Regions from separate parts of the Mus musculus genome. Here all the other regions are linked to region 3. A link is a contact called in public Hi-C and promoter capture Hi-C data. All regions are on one chromosome and are shown on one strand. The core of a region is the stretch at or near the end of the contact, and the rest is flanking DNA. Distances in the headings are between cores, read along the strand shown. Region 1 overlaps Foxo3 (forkhead box O3). Region 2 overlaps Armc2 (armadillo repeat containing 2). Region 3 has its middle 50 kb from the start of Gm40630.

Region 1 (4,588 bases), core at 470-2,969, 130 kb before region 3:
AAGAAAAAACAAAACAAAACAAAACCCACTTTATTTTGCTGAGGGAGAAATTTTATTGTTCTGGCACATGGTTTCAAGGTTGAGCCTTTAGATAATTTGCAAAAAGTTCAGGCTCCTTTGTCTCTAGTCGGTGACTGTTAGCGCTCCTGGGAAAAGTACACCTTGTTATAAAGAGTTCCCTGATAGGCTCTTGGCCTGCTACCAAGCCTTTGGCAAATGAGGGCACCACTCTAGTTGTGTTTCAGAATCACATGGAGAACCTTAAAAAGCCAGTGCCCACTTTCTACTTCAGACAGTTAGGGCGGTGTCCCCAAGTGTAGCCATCTTTTTTAAGCTTCTCAAGTGGCTGTACTATATAACCATGGTTGAGAACCATGGTCTTAGGGAAGTGAGAGAGATACTGCCTGTGGATGTCATCGCCGGTTTTGGTAATGACTTTTGGACCCCTTTTATACTCTTCTCTGTGGGAAGATTACAAGGCAGAGAGTTGTCACCCTTGTGCCCCTGTCCCCGCCCCAGCTCAGAATGAAAAGAAATGTGGTCAGGTTGGAGCTAAGGCATTTGAAACAAGAGCATCATCATTCCTTAACAAGCTATATTTAGCACAGTCTCTTCTTTTGTATAATTGTAAGTGGTTTATTTAAAGTCCCCACCTCCCACTTGTTTTTCCTTGTCTCTATTGGACCCTACTTAACTTAGTTTGAAGTCTGTAGGAACTTGTAAGAAGAGATGGTACTGTTAGGAAACATTGTATAAGACTTGAAAACGGAGACACTTTACCTTGTTTCTTTTGAGAGCCTACTGTTGTGTATACTGTATCTACCACGCTCTGATTCCTGAGCTATTGACTGCCATAGTGTGGTTCTCAGACCAACCCCAACCGTGCTGACATCACATAGGCACATGTTGGGAATACAGATCCTAAGACCCCATCCCAGACATACTAAGTCAGACATTCTGGACAGCCGTCAGTTTTCACAAGCTCTCTCTCTGGCGATACTGCTGCAAGCTGAGGCTTCAGCACTGGGTTTCAAAAGATATTATACATTTTTAATATATTAGCTTTACTTGCATGCCTGTACATGTGCATGACTGTACATGTGCATGCCTGTGCATGCCCGTACCATGTTCCGGGAGAGTGCCAGGTGCCCTGCAACTGGAGTTATAGATGGTTGTAAGCTGCCATGTGGGTTCTGGGAGTCGAACCTCTGTCCTCTGGAGGAGCAGCCGGCTTTGTTAACTGCTGAGCCGTTTCTTCGGCCCCAGAAACAGTCTTCTAAAGTCATTTGCTAAGTGTGTGGGATTCTTTGTGATGATTTAAGAAGTCAGAATCATAATTCTGATCTTGGTTTCTGAATCCTGACATAGGGGAAAATGAACAGACATCTTGTGATGGGGTCTGTTGAATGTAGCAAAGCTCTGTCCCCATGAGTGTTCTAGACCAGCCTCTCTCTCCCTGTAGCTTTCTGCAAAAGGCAGGGGGCCAGTCTCCTTCCAAGGCCACAGGTGGGAACAAAGCTCCTACCCAGTTGTCTGAAGAGCACCAGTGTCCATCCTGAGGTGGGTGTTTTCAAAGAGCTGTGTTTCCATGAGACTCTGGGTGTTTAATGATCTTCCCCGTTTGTTTGTTTTTTTGCCTTCGGGGAGCATCGCTAGTCTCAAGACCAGCGTGAAGCCAGGGAGTAGCCTCTGACTCATCCCCAGACAGACTCGAGATGTGTGGGAGAAAGATAAGATTAAAATGTGCTGGGTGTAATCGAGGAGAGAAGGGGAGAGAGGGGCAGCACTGGCAATGAAGACAGGAGCGAGCAGTTGGCATCTGCCTTGGCTCACCCCAAGGTGAAGCCAGGGGTAGATGGAATTATTGCTGCTTGCCAGTCTCATTGGATTTGTAGTCCATTAAGCAGGGCCTCATCATCAGCCGTATCAGACATAGCTGACGGCTTTAGGAGTGTAGTGAGAACAGTGGTCTGGCCAGGACCTGAAGTTCATTTCAGGACCTCTTTCTTAAAAGCTGCTTCAGAATATTACATGGGGCTCATAAACACTCATACTTGAGCACTGTGGGGGAAAACTACCCATATTAGTTTAGACTGTAAGCCCTTGTTTTAGTAGCATACCAGGTTGTACCCCTGAGAATGTGGCCTGAATCCTGAGCTCCTGGAGGACTTTGTGTTGGGCTTTCTAAGGGAGTGGGAAGGACTGGAAGATCACTCTCCTTCATCGCGGTTCCTGAGACGGTCAAGAAGATAGCTTGAAGTGTTGGACACCATCAGAAGGGACAGGCAGCAGTTTTTTATCTGAGGCCAGAGTTTAGGAGTCCTGAGTAGTGTGTTACGAATATTGCTGGCAACATTTATACCTGAACTCTAGGAGAATTGTAGAGCCCTCGAAAGATCAGAAGTAAGTTGGATGTAGCTGATGGAAACTGGAGTTGTTTCCTTCCAAAGCTGCCGTTGCTCACAGTTGAAATGTGTAAACATGGCTTCCATTTGGTTTCCAAAAACACAGGCCTCTGTTGGCATGTTTTGAGAACAAGAAAGCAATATGTTTTGAAAGGTTCTGGCACCAAAGGTTCGTTTACTGTGGAGTTAGGCTCAGCATGCCTGCCTGGCAGCAGTGTAGAAGGGTTGCCTCCATCCCAGTGGGACCCTGAGACCTGGACTCCCATGAACTTTCCTGTTGACGGAGGTGAATGAAATTACGTGCACATCCCTCTCTGCCAGAGGCCTCAGGGGAAGGTCCCTGAGTCCCTGCAAGATTTAGAGAGTTGTAGGTGAGAGTTTTTAATCTGTTTCCACTGAAAGGGGAGGAGGTGCAGCACCATTATAAACCTTTGCTCTGAGTTGTGAGCAGGTGTGAGTGTGTATGAGTGTGCAGTCTGTGAGTGGGTGTGAATGTGAGTGGGTGTGAGTGTGCAGTCAAAGCCTTTTGATTTATTCCTCATTTTCACAACTGTAGCTGTCATTGAACACTTTGTAGTGTGCCCGCACTAAGAGTTTAGCTGTTCTTGCAGACGAGGCATGAGCCGGTAGACGGTTGGAGATGGGATACCAGCAGTGTCTTTTCTCCTTTGACAGAATTCTGAAGTCAGTAATTCGCCCAAGCCTCAGAGGTTTTGATTTTTAACTCAATCCTAACGATAACTGCCTCGATCGGCGGTGATCTTTTCTAATATAATTCTTAATCTGGTTCAAAAGAAGAGAGAGGAGAGAGTTTGCAGGGTCCGCTGGGATGGAGACAAAGGTCTCACTCTGCTCGTCACTCTCAGAGCCCACAGTAAGAAGTCTGCCCTGTTAGGCTCTAGACCGGTGTCCGCCTGGAACACGAAAGGCTTTTCAGACTTGTAATTTGGTGATGCAAGGTTGATTATTCTTTGGGATGGCACTCGCCAACGTGGCCATTTTCCATGAGACTGGGGTGTAAGAAGAGTGGCCTGGTCCCCTCTGCAGGTGTGGAAATGGGGCACAGAGATACTTTTACTCCAGATGGCATCAAAGCTTGCTTTGGGCAACCTCTTTCACTTTCCTTCCTCTCCATTCATTTCTCTGTCTCCTCTCCTCTGCCCTGCCCCAGTCTCCCTCGTAGGAGAGGCCTGTGTACTGTAGTCTAGTGAGCGGACACACAGCACACATTCATCGATACATTTAGAGCCCCTAGACCTGGCTCTCCTCACTGTAGGGCAAGACATTGTGGCGGTGGCCACAGTGAACCCTGCTAAATGATGGCGAGGAGGACAAGATCATCATGGCGCACAGCCTAGGAGCATGGGAGATGCCCAGGAGAAACTCCCTCCCTGCCAGAGGCGGAAGAGATGTTGTGTGACTTTAACAAATTGTTAGGGGATTGCCAGTGCTGGTGTAGGAGTTAAATGGTTACATAATTTTTTCCCAAGAACATTATCAGACCGTGTGTGTGCGTACTCAGGTGCTGACATTGATGGCTCCACGTTGTAATTAAAGTGCAGGTCGGACTTCCAGCCTCAGTGTGGAATCACGGAGCCCGGTGGGAGTGTGACCCATCGCGTCTCTCCCCGACTGGCAAGAAGAGGAAGCTAAGCTGTGTTGTGGTTTGGGATAAATAATAATTGTGAGGTCTTCTGTTTCCAGGATTACCTTCCAAGGGTTCAGAGTTATGAGTCATTTTCTTTTTTGTCAAGGTGGGAAAAGAGTTCTTTCTACAAACTGAATCTCGCAAAGTCCTTGGTGCTTAGCAGACACTGGGATAAGAGGAAGGAACTGGGGAACTGCTTGCGCCATCTTTGCCCTCTTCCTATCCTCCTTGAGAAAGGCTCTGCAGCTTGCTGCCAGCCCTCGGGTAACAGAGCGTGCTTGGCCCTTCAGCAGTTCTGTGGGGGCAAGGAAGCTTTGCAGTCCCCCAATCTTGTCAGGAGGAAGGAAGGAGAAGTCAACTTTTCCCTACTGGGTAAGCGGCAAGGGGAGCAGACGCCGCCATCCACCTGTACCTCAGGTGCTGGGGCCCTGAGCATCTTCTTGCCTGAGGGAAGCAGGCCCCACAGCTTGAGTGCTGGGAAAGGTGAAGGCTGCATCAGGCACAGTCAGGGTTTAATTGAACCTGCAGAGCTTTG
Region 2 (4,398 bases), core at 1,398-3,897, 160 kb after region 3:
GCAAAGCGAGACTGGATTCTGTGTTCATTTTAGTGATGCACAGGAAAGGCTTTTGCATGTGCCCTGTTCCAAGTCCCTCTCTCAATGCCTTTTCCTTCTCTGCATTTCTTTGCAGCCTCCAGAGCTAGCTCACAGGAACAGGAGACAGACACAGAAGTAGATGAAGTCTTCTGGAAAGCACGGATTGTTCCCATTTTGCATGAATTAGAAAACGGTAAAACAACAGTTCTTGTTTTAAATAAAAGCTTGGCATTTATTTGCGTGCTCCCCACTACCCTGATATTTTCAGTTGTATTTTGAATGTTATCGCTGGGGATATGTTGGAAAACAAAGAATGTTTTGGGTTTACTTACCCTGTAGATGTGTATAGTAAATAGTATATAAACCAAATTATTAATAAATACAATTACACTTGGACTAGCACTCCAAAGGGTCACAATGAGGCATTGCTATGAGGGTATAGGGCTCTTCTGAGAGAACTTTACCCTTTTTTTTTTTTTTCAGAATTCATCTGGACTCTTGGTCAGAACCACAGAGTAAGCCCCGTAATTAGTACCATGTGCACAGTGGGCCATCATGCACATAGTGGGCCCTTAGTAGGACTCTTAGACACATGAGCAGCATGGCAGAACTGGCTGATGCTCCACTAGATGCAGGGGAGAAGCATCCTTACAGCCAGCAAGTAGGGAGCTGATGCAGGACACCTGCTTCCTGAGTGCCCAGTGCTTGCCATCTCAGTTCCATGCTGTAGCCAGGCTGTGCCCACTGGGTGGGCCTTCGAGATGGTGCTCTCCATGGGTGGGTCTTCTGGGCAGGATTTCTGGGCTTGATGCTAATAGCCGATGCACAGCACTTCATGTAAACTCTGTACTCAAAGATGGATGAAATCAAATTACCTCCGAATCCCTTACATTCAAAGAATATAACATTTCCCCACTGGAGTTACAGTTCCTACCCTCCTATTAGCTTGTACGGTGAATTTTGGGTCATTCCTTCAGGCAATGAGTGCAAATCAAATCAGGAAGGTGAGTCTGGCCAAGAGTTAGAAATCACATGGGAAGTCTTCAGATGGGAGGCCTGTCTGGAGGGGAGATCCCGCACAGCAGGCTCTTCAGTGGATGCCCAGTGCTCTGTCCACCAGATACCAACAGGGCAAACCTAGGACATCACTAAGGAGTTTGGGGGAATGAGATATAGATGAGTCTCCCTTCTCAGATGGATCATTAAACAGTGAGCTGTAAACCCTCCCACTTGGGCAGCTGTGAGTTCAAGGCCAGTCTAAGTTCCACAGTAAGAGCCTGTGTCAAAGAAATATCGAATCTTTGTTCCTAGACAAATAGTTCCCTCGATACCTTGTGGTTCTTTAGGCCTGTTCAGTAGTTAATAGATTGATTACAATAGTTACAGTAGTTAATAGTTTTCAGATGCCCAGCACTTAGGCTCTACCACATTGCCTTGTTGTCCCCCACTCCGTGTTCCTCTTTCTCTGCCCACTTGCACATTGCTTTTTTTTCTTTCTTTCTAGAACTTTTTGAGAACACATTGTTAACATATTCAGGGCCAGCCTCTACTACACAATGAGATTCTGTCTCAAAATGAAACAAAATAAAAACAAACGGAAAAACCCAAATCTATTACTCTTTAACTACTTCAGTCCCTGATTTTGTTAGTTTTAGAAGCAAGGGTGTTCACTTCCGTATCTGGGAATTACCATACCAGGCCGTACAAATCTTGCCTGCATTTGGCTTATTGTCCCTATGATTTCCTTTCTAGAAACTTCTGGGCCACAAGTTTCAATCATCTGTCACAACCCTTTCATGATCCTGTTAGAAGTGGGGAAACAGGCCATTTACCGTACAGAACATCCACACATCAGGTTTTCCAAGTGTTTTCTCCTACTGAGACCCAAATTGGGCCTTTGAGGCAGGACTATCTCCACACTCACGCTGCATCTTTCTCAGGCCCCCTGGCAGTAGGCCCACTGCTGACCTATCCCTTACTGGAAGCGTGATTTTGGGCCATTTGGGTCAGGTGGTGCCTGCCAGGCGCTTGGCTGCATTTCCCTGTGTGGTTAAGGGGTGACTTGGAAGTTACTTGGTGACTTTGCTCCGCTAGATCACTCTTGAAACTCTTAACTAGTTTCAGCTCTTATAATGTCTTCTGTGGCCATGTGCCTTTCTGTTTTGTTTTGCTTTGACTTCTTGAGTCTCCAGATGTAGCCCAGGCTGACCTTAAACTTGCCATCCTTCTGCCTCGGCTTCCAGAGTGCAGTGCTCCACCTGGTGGCATTTATAACTGGAATAGCCAGCTGACTGATACAGAGTATCAGAGGGCTTCCTGGAGCCAGAGCTGAAGCTTTGATCCTTGAACCTTCCTTGCCTCTTCCTTTGTAAACTTGAGCCCAGCAGCTGAGAACAGCCCAAAGCCTGCAGGCGTGAAGGCCAGTCAGAGAAGAATAGAGCAACACCCCAAAGCAATGCACCCCGTAGAGCTCCGGCTCTCCTCGGGTTGGGGTCTCCATCACTTCCCAACTGTTCATTTACTTAAGTGCATAACCGAGAGGCTTTGGCGTGTATTTAGTTGTTGAGGTTTCAACTTTTTTTTTCTTAGATGTTATTGTTGAAAAGAGCTAAAAATGGCCCGAGTCACTTCCTTTTTGCTGGCGCACACTTCCTGCATGTCCGCAGCTAAGCTCCCATTATGGTATTTACAGATTGGCCTACAACGTCTACATTTTGTGATGAGGTCCGTCAGAGGTAACCCTTCCAAAGAGAACACGCTATACCTTGAATTCCTTTCTCCCCCTTGTGCTGCCCTCTGAGAGAGGGCTTTCTTTCCTGTGTACCAACTGTTAAGCCACTCTCAAAAATCACTTTCTTCAGGATCACAACTGTAAACAAAATATTCTAGCCTCCCTCTTTCCTAAGCAGCATTTGTTTAAAAGTCTCCTCTTTGGTAATGGTGGCTTGTACTGTCTCTCCCCCTGGTTGACAGTCATTTTGAAAGGAACATAGCCAGGAGGTAGTGGCTTAATCCCAGCACGTGAGAGGCAGAAGCAAGAGGGGTCTCTATGTGTTCAAGGCCAGCCTGGTCTACAGAGTGAATTCCAGGACAGCCAGTGCTACACAGAGAAACCCTGCACCAGAAGAAGAAGGAGGAGGAGGAGGAGGAGGAGGAGGAGGAGGAGGAGGAGGAGGAGGAGGAGGAGGAGGAGGAGAAGGAGAAGGAGAAGGAGAAGGAAAGGAGAAGAAGGAGAAGAAGAAAGGAGGAGAAGGAGAAGGAAGGAGAAGGAGGAGGAGGAGGAGGAGGAGAGAAGAAGAAAGAAGAAGAAAAGGAAAGAAAGAAAGAAAGGAAGGAAGGAAGAAAGGAAGGGAGAAAGAGAAAGAAAGAGAGAGAAAGAAAGAAAGGAAGGAAGGAAGAAAGAAACTTTTTTTAAATCAATAGATGAGCTTGCTTGAAGTTATGTTGTAGATTACTGTACTGGCTAGTTTTGTGTCAACTTGACACAGCTGGAGTTATCACAGAGAAAGGAGCTTCAGTTGAGGAAATGCCTCCATGAGATCCAACTGTAAGGCATTTTCTCAATTAGTGATCAAGGGGGAAAGGCCCCTTGTGGGGGGACCATCTCTGGGCTGGTAGTCTTGGTTCTATAAGAGAGCAGGCTGAGCAAGCCAGGGGAAGCAAGCCAGTAAAGAACATCCCTCCATGGCCTCTGCATCAGCTTCTGCTTCCTGACCCGCTTGAGTTCCAGTCCTGACTTCCTTGGTGATGAACAGCAGTATGGAAGTGTAAGCCGAATAAACCCTTTCCTCCCCAACTTGCTTCTTGGTCATGATGTTTGTGCAGGAATAGAAACCCTGACTAAGACCTATATAGTTTTCTTGCTCTACCATACAGATGTGTCAGTCAGGATCCCTAGTCATATAGAACATTGATCCATTCATCTCACAACACACTTATTCACATGTGAAAATTAAATAGCAGTACAAGGTAGCATTAGTTCCTTTTGGAATCATGCAACTTTTTTTTTTTTTAAAGAAACGGAGGCAGAAATGCAAATGACCTGCCCCAGTGAAACTGGACAGAGCCCAGGGGGAGGGGAGAGCACTCGGAAAAGGGAGCCAAGGGAGAGGTTTTGAAAGGCTGTGTCCTGGTCAAGCTAAGTGACCGGTTAGTAAATAAGTTAGCCCAGGAGATGAATCAAAGAGATGAGAATGGGCAAGTAGATGGGAGGGGTACGTGGAAAACAGCACCGGGGGATCTGGAGATGTCTCGGGATACCCAGGGAGCTTTTCCTCGCACTGCTTGCGTCTGACATATCTGAAAATTCAACCTTATGAGTAAGTAGTCGATATTCTCTTTGCTCCGACAGAAGAAGACATTGAAGAGATGTGTGCA
Region 3 (4,364 bases), core at 1,307-3,806:
TCTGATCCCTCTGCCTCGAGTCAAGGCCAAGGCGATTCTTCTCCTCTTCCCCTCTCTCTGTCACTTGCCCAGGCAATCTAAAAGCCCTGCCCCACCTCCCTGCCCAGCCAATGGCTGTACAGCAATTCTTTACTCTCAATTGAAGCCAGCTGAGAGCAGGGACCCTCAAGTCTGGAAGCACAGCTTTTGGGAGCCAAAATAAGACAAAGCATTAGAACCAATTCCCAACACCATCCCTCCAAAATAAACACAGTAAATCTACCCTTTAAAAAAGTAATTTTTAGCCAGGCGTGGTGACACATGCCTTTAATCCCAGCACTTGGGAGGCAGAGGCAGGTGGATTTCTGAGTCTCGGCCAGCCTGGTCTACAAAGTGAGTTCCAGGACAGCCAGGCCTACACAGAGAAACCCTGTCTCGAAAAACCACAAAAACAAAACAAAACAAAAACCCAAACAAACAAACAAAAAGTGATTTTTGCATTGACACAAATTAGAAGTTAGCCTAGGATACATAGTGAGATCCTGAATTTAAAAAGGGGGAGTGGAAGAAAAAAATTATTGCTTTAATTATGTTGTCCCCTTTAAAGTCCAGATAAATATACATCTCTGTAAGGGGAGGTCTTGATGCTAACGTCCCGTTCCCTAATTGGTTCTTGATTTGTCAGTAAAGAAAGTTTCCGGCCAATTACTGGGCAGAAGGTACAGGGGGGACTTCTGGGGCTTCCTGGTATTGACAGATGGCCAAGGATGTTTGGCAGGTGGTAGGTGGGACTAGCTACAAGTTTAGGGTAAGTGGAGAGACGGAGATAATAAATTGGTAAAGGCACACTTTTCCAGGTGGGAGATAGTAACGCCCAGCAATTGTGCCAAAAAGGCGAATTGTAAAGGAATCAACTGTACGTGTGCAAGGGCTTCCGGTGGGAGCTGGTCACCTCCCGGCGCTAACGGTGGGTAAAGCAAAAGGGAAGCCGGGAGAGGCTGGTAGCGAGCCTGATCCCAGGCAGAGGCGGCAGCTTTTAAAACTACCCCCACCACATCGCAGATTGGAATCCCAAAGATGGGAACTATAGCACCCATCATTGAGTGAGTAGTTAGGAGTGGGTAACACACCTCTTCCCTCAGCTCCTAAGTACCACGAGTTTTCTTTCAAAAGTAAAACTGAGCGGTAAAAACAAGATGAAAAAGGAAAGAAAGGAGAGAGCAAGGGAGGAGGGGAAAAAAAAAACGAAGACAGAAAGGGCGGTTGTTGATTCCCGTGTGGCAGTGAGGGTACTGTGACCGGGTGAAGCTACACTGGAGCTCTCTGCGATGGCCCCTGTCCAGGGATTTATATCTCATGACCACCGAGGGCCTGAGTAGTCCTGGAACAGAAGGGGGGGTGGGCTTAATGGCCTGTGTGAAGGCTCTGCCCTGCCCTTCTAGCCTTGCATGGGTTTATAACAAACAGTTAGCTTCTGTCCTGGTGAGTTTTGTCTAGTCACACGAGCTAGAGTCAAGGGAAGAGGAAACCTCGTCTGAGAAAAGTGTCCATCAGATTGGACTGTAGGTGACCTTTGGGGTATTTTTTTTTTTTTTTTTTTTTTGATCAGTAATTTCTGTGGGAGGATCAAATCCATTCTATACCATGTCCCCCCTCGGGCAGGCAGTCCTGGATTGTATAAGACAGCAGTTAAGAGCACTGGCTGCAAGCTCAGATACAACAAACAAACAAACAAACAAACAAAAAACCTGGGCAGTGGTGGCGCATGCCTTTAATCCCAGCACTTGGGAGGCAGAGGTAGGCAGACTTCTGAGTTTGAGGCCAGCCTGGTCTACGAGTGAGTTCCAGGACAGCCAGGGCTACACAGAGAAACCCTGTCTCGAAAAAATAAAAAAACCAACCAAACAAACAACTAAAAAGACAACTGGCGGCTCTTCTAGAAGTCCTGAGTTCAATTCCCAGCAACCACATGGTGGCTCACAACCATCTGTAGTAAGATCTGGTGCCCTCTTCTGGCCTGTAGGAATGCACGCAGGCAGAATGCTATATACATAATAAATCTTAAAGAAAAAAAGGAAAAAATTATTTTAAAAGCCATGAGAAGCAAAACAGCTATTCCTTCATGGTCTTAGCATTGGTTCCTGCCTCCAGGCTCCCTGAGCACCTGCTCTTTCTCGCCTCCCTGATAGGCTGGGAATGGTAAAGCGAAATAAGCCCTTTCCCCTCTCTTGCCTCAGTCATGGTGTTTATCACAGCCACAGAGAGCAAGCTAAGCTTCCAAGCATCAGCTTCCTGCTTAGAAACGAAGTACCATAAACAAGTCCGTACTGTGAGGATGGACAGACTCCTTGCCACTCCCTCTGCCTGGCTCTCCCTTCCAGCTTCACCTTCCCTCTCAGCTGCCCCTCCTGTCCAGTTCACAGGCTAGCAGCAAGCCACTGGGTTCCCAAGGCCACATTCCAGGGCTCCCCAGGGAGGATCGATTCCATTTTCTTGGAGCTGGACAGGACCTAGGAGGGCTTCTGTTTCAGCCCTTCTGAGAGAGACAAGGAAATGAAACCAGAGACAGTGGCCAGGCCCTTCTTCCTGCCACAGGGACAAAGTCAGTGGCAGGTTCAAGAGTTACTTCCTGGGATCAGAATTCTCTCCTCTTTTGTCTGTTTTGCTCACTATGTATCCTCAGCTGGCCTGAAACATGTTCTTAGATCAGGCTGGCCTCAAACTCACAGAGATCCACCTGCCTCTGCCTCCAGAGCTGGGATTACAGGTGTTTATCACCATGCCTGGCTCTGGATTCTCTGCCCCACCCTTCCTCTCATATACAGAGGGGGAATGCATTCAGCTGTGTGGAGGTTTCAGGTTCACTTGCCAGAGAGCAAGGCAGCCGGGAGAGCCTGGAACTCAGCATGGGAAGACGGACAGACGCTCAGGCGTCTCACCCGTCGGATGGAGGGCTCAGTGCCGGGGGTGGGGGGTGGGGGCGGGGGTGGGGTGGGGTGAGTACCTTCGACTAGCTCAAGGCCCCCTTGGAGGCTTCCAGGTGAAGGCTGGAGGTTGTTTTCTTTATCTTTTTCATTTTGGGGCTGAGGGAGAGTTTCACTATGTAGCTTATACTGACTTTGAACACAAGTTCCCGGGTGCAAAATTACAGATTTTTGACACCATACCTGGCTTCCAAAGTATTCTTGTTTAAGGACATTCCGAGAGGACTCCTTTCTATAGAGAATTCCCTCCTCCCCCACCCTATCTACTTTGAGCCCATCAGAAATGGTAATTCTAAAAGATCACTGATGAGTAGGGAAGGGTGTGTGTTCAGACCAGGAGAAATGGAGTGATTGAGTCACTGCAGAAACCCTGAAGGGGTGGGAACAGGTAGATGAGAAAGGCTAGGTCTCCATTAGTCATAGGATGTGTCAATCGGGGAGCTTCGTCAGGTAGCTTGAACCTAGAAGTTCCCCATTTCCTGATAGCAGAAACCTAGGCCTTAGGACATAATGAATTCAAAGAAAATATATTTGGCCTGAAATTAAAAGCATTGTGTTAAAAGGAGGAGCATTGCCAGGCATGGTGGCACATGCCTTTCTTTTTTTTTTTTTTTAATTTTCTCATTAATTTTTTTTCCATTTTTTATTAGGTATTTAGCTCATTTACATTTCCAATGCTATACCAAAAGTCCCCCATACCCACCCACCCCCACTCCCCTACCCACCCACTCCCCCTTTTTGGCCCTGGCGTTCCCCTGTACTGGGGCATATAAAGTTTGCGTGTCCAATGGGCCTCTCTTTCCAGTGATGGCCGACTAGGCCATCTTTTGATACATATGCAGCTAGAGTCAAGAGCTCCGGGGTACTGGTTAGTTCATAATGTTGTTCCACCTATAGGGTTGCAGATCCCTTTAGCTCCTTGGCTACTTTCTCTAGCTCCTCCATTGGGAGCCCTGTGATCCATCCATTAGCTGACTGTGAGCATCCACTTCTGTGTTTGCTAGGCCCCGGCATAGTCTCACAAGAGACAGCTACATCTGGGTCCTTTCGATACAATCTTGCTAGTGTATGCAATGGTGTCAGCGTTTGGATGCTGATTATGGGGTGGATCCCTGGATATGGCAGTCTCTACATGGTCCATCCTTTCGTCTCAGCTCCAAACTTTGTCTCTGTAATTCCTTCCATGGGTGTTTTGTTCCCACTTCTAAGGAGGAGCATAGTGTCCACACTTCAGTCTTCATTTTTCTTGAGTTTCATGTGTTTAGCAAATTGTATCTTATATCTTGGGGCACATGCCTTTCATACCAGCACTTGAATGTAAAGGCACATGGATCTCTGAGTTTGAGGTTAGCCTGGTCTACAAAGCAAGTTCTAGGACAGCAGGAGCTGTTATACAGAGAA

The links. A called contact is a pair of places that touch in the nucleus more often than the background predicts. Capture Hi-C pulls out chosen DNA fragments and counts their contacts.
Region 1: a promoter capture Hi-C map of adipose tissue shows a contact between it and region 3. The contact joins two enhancer-like sites. A contact is called at or near these places in 5 of 484 Hi-C or Micro-C datasets (embryonic fibroblasts, macrophages and nephron progenitors), 8 of 115 datasets of contacts at active chromatin or transcription factors (bone marrow-derived macrophages, embryonic stem cells, fetal liver and 3 more) and 1 of 9 other capture datasets (adipose tissue).
Region 2: a contact with region 3 is called in a Hi-C map of the HPC-7 cell line, with 3 times the contacts expected there. The contact joins two enhancer-like sites. A contact is called at or near these places in 1 of 15 datasets of contacts at CTCF or cohesin (pro-B cells), 22 of 484 Hi-C or Micro-C datasets (the Ba/F3 cell line, the G1E-ER4 cell line, the HL-1 cell line and 8 more), 5 of 115 datasets of contacts at active chromatin or transcription factors (CD8 T cells, embryonic stem cells and large pre-B cells) and 1 of 9 other capture datasets (pancreatic islet).

The regions. Positions count from the first base shown.
Region 1 is chr10:42,257,867-42,262,454 of GRCm38.p6, reverse strand. All of the region lies in intron 2 of Foxo3 (forkhead box O3), which reads left to right. All of the region lies in intron 1 of Gm38485 (a long non-coding RNA gene), which reads left to right. Among named protein-coding and RNA genes, the nearest start is that of Gm38485, 15 kb to the left of the region's middle. Within about 2 kb of position 1,719, at least 52 of the 459 cell types and tissues checked have an H3K27ac peak or open chromatin away from gene starts, as enhancers often do. A contact at or near this core is called in adipose tissue, where this site is marked.
Region 2 is chr10:41,971,175-41,975,572 of GRCm38.p6, reverse strand. Armc2 (armadillo repeat containing 2) reads left to right here. Exons shown (of 18, transcript NM_001034858.3): 7 at 116-214; 8 at 4,373-4,398. It overlaps Gm33058 (a long non-coding RNA gene), which reads right to left. Exons shown (of 3, transcript XR_380266.3): 3 at 508-865. Among named protein-coding and RNA genes, the nearest start is that of Gm33058, 14 kb to the right of the region's middle. Within about 2 kb of position 2,647, at least 45 of the 459 cell types and tissues checked have an H3K27ac peak or open chromatin away from gene starts, as enhancers often do. A contact at or near this core is called in the HPC-7 cell line, where this site is marked.
Region 3 is chr10:42,129,628-42,133,991 of GRCm38.p6, reverse strand. No RefSeq gene overlaps it. Among named protein-coding and RNA genes, the nearest start is that of Gm40630, 50 kb to the right of the region's middle. Within about 2 kb of position 2,556, at least 33 of the 459 cell types and tissues checked have an H3K27ac peak or open chromatin away from gene starts, as enhancers often do. A contact at or near this core is called in the HPC-7 cell line and adipose tissue, where this site is marked.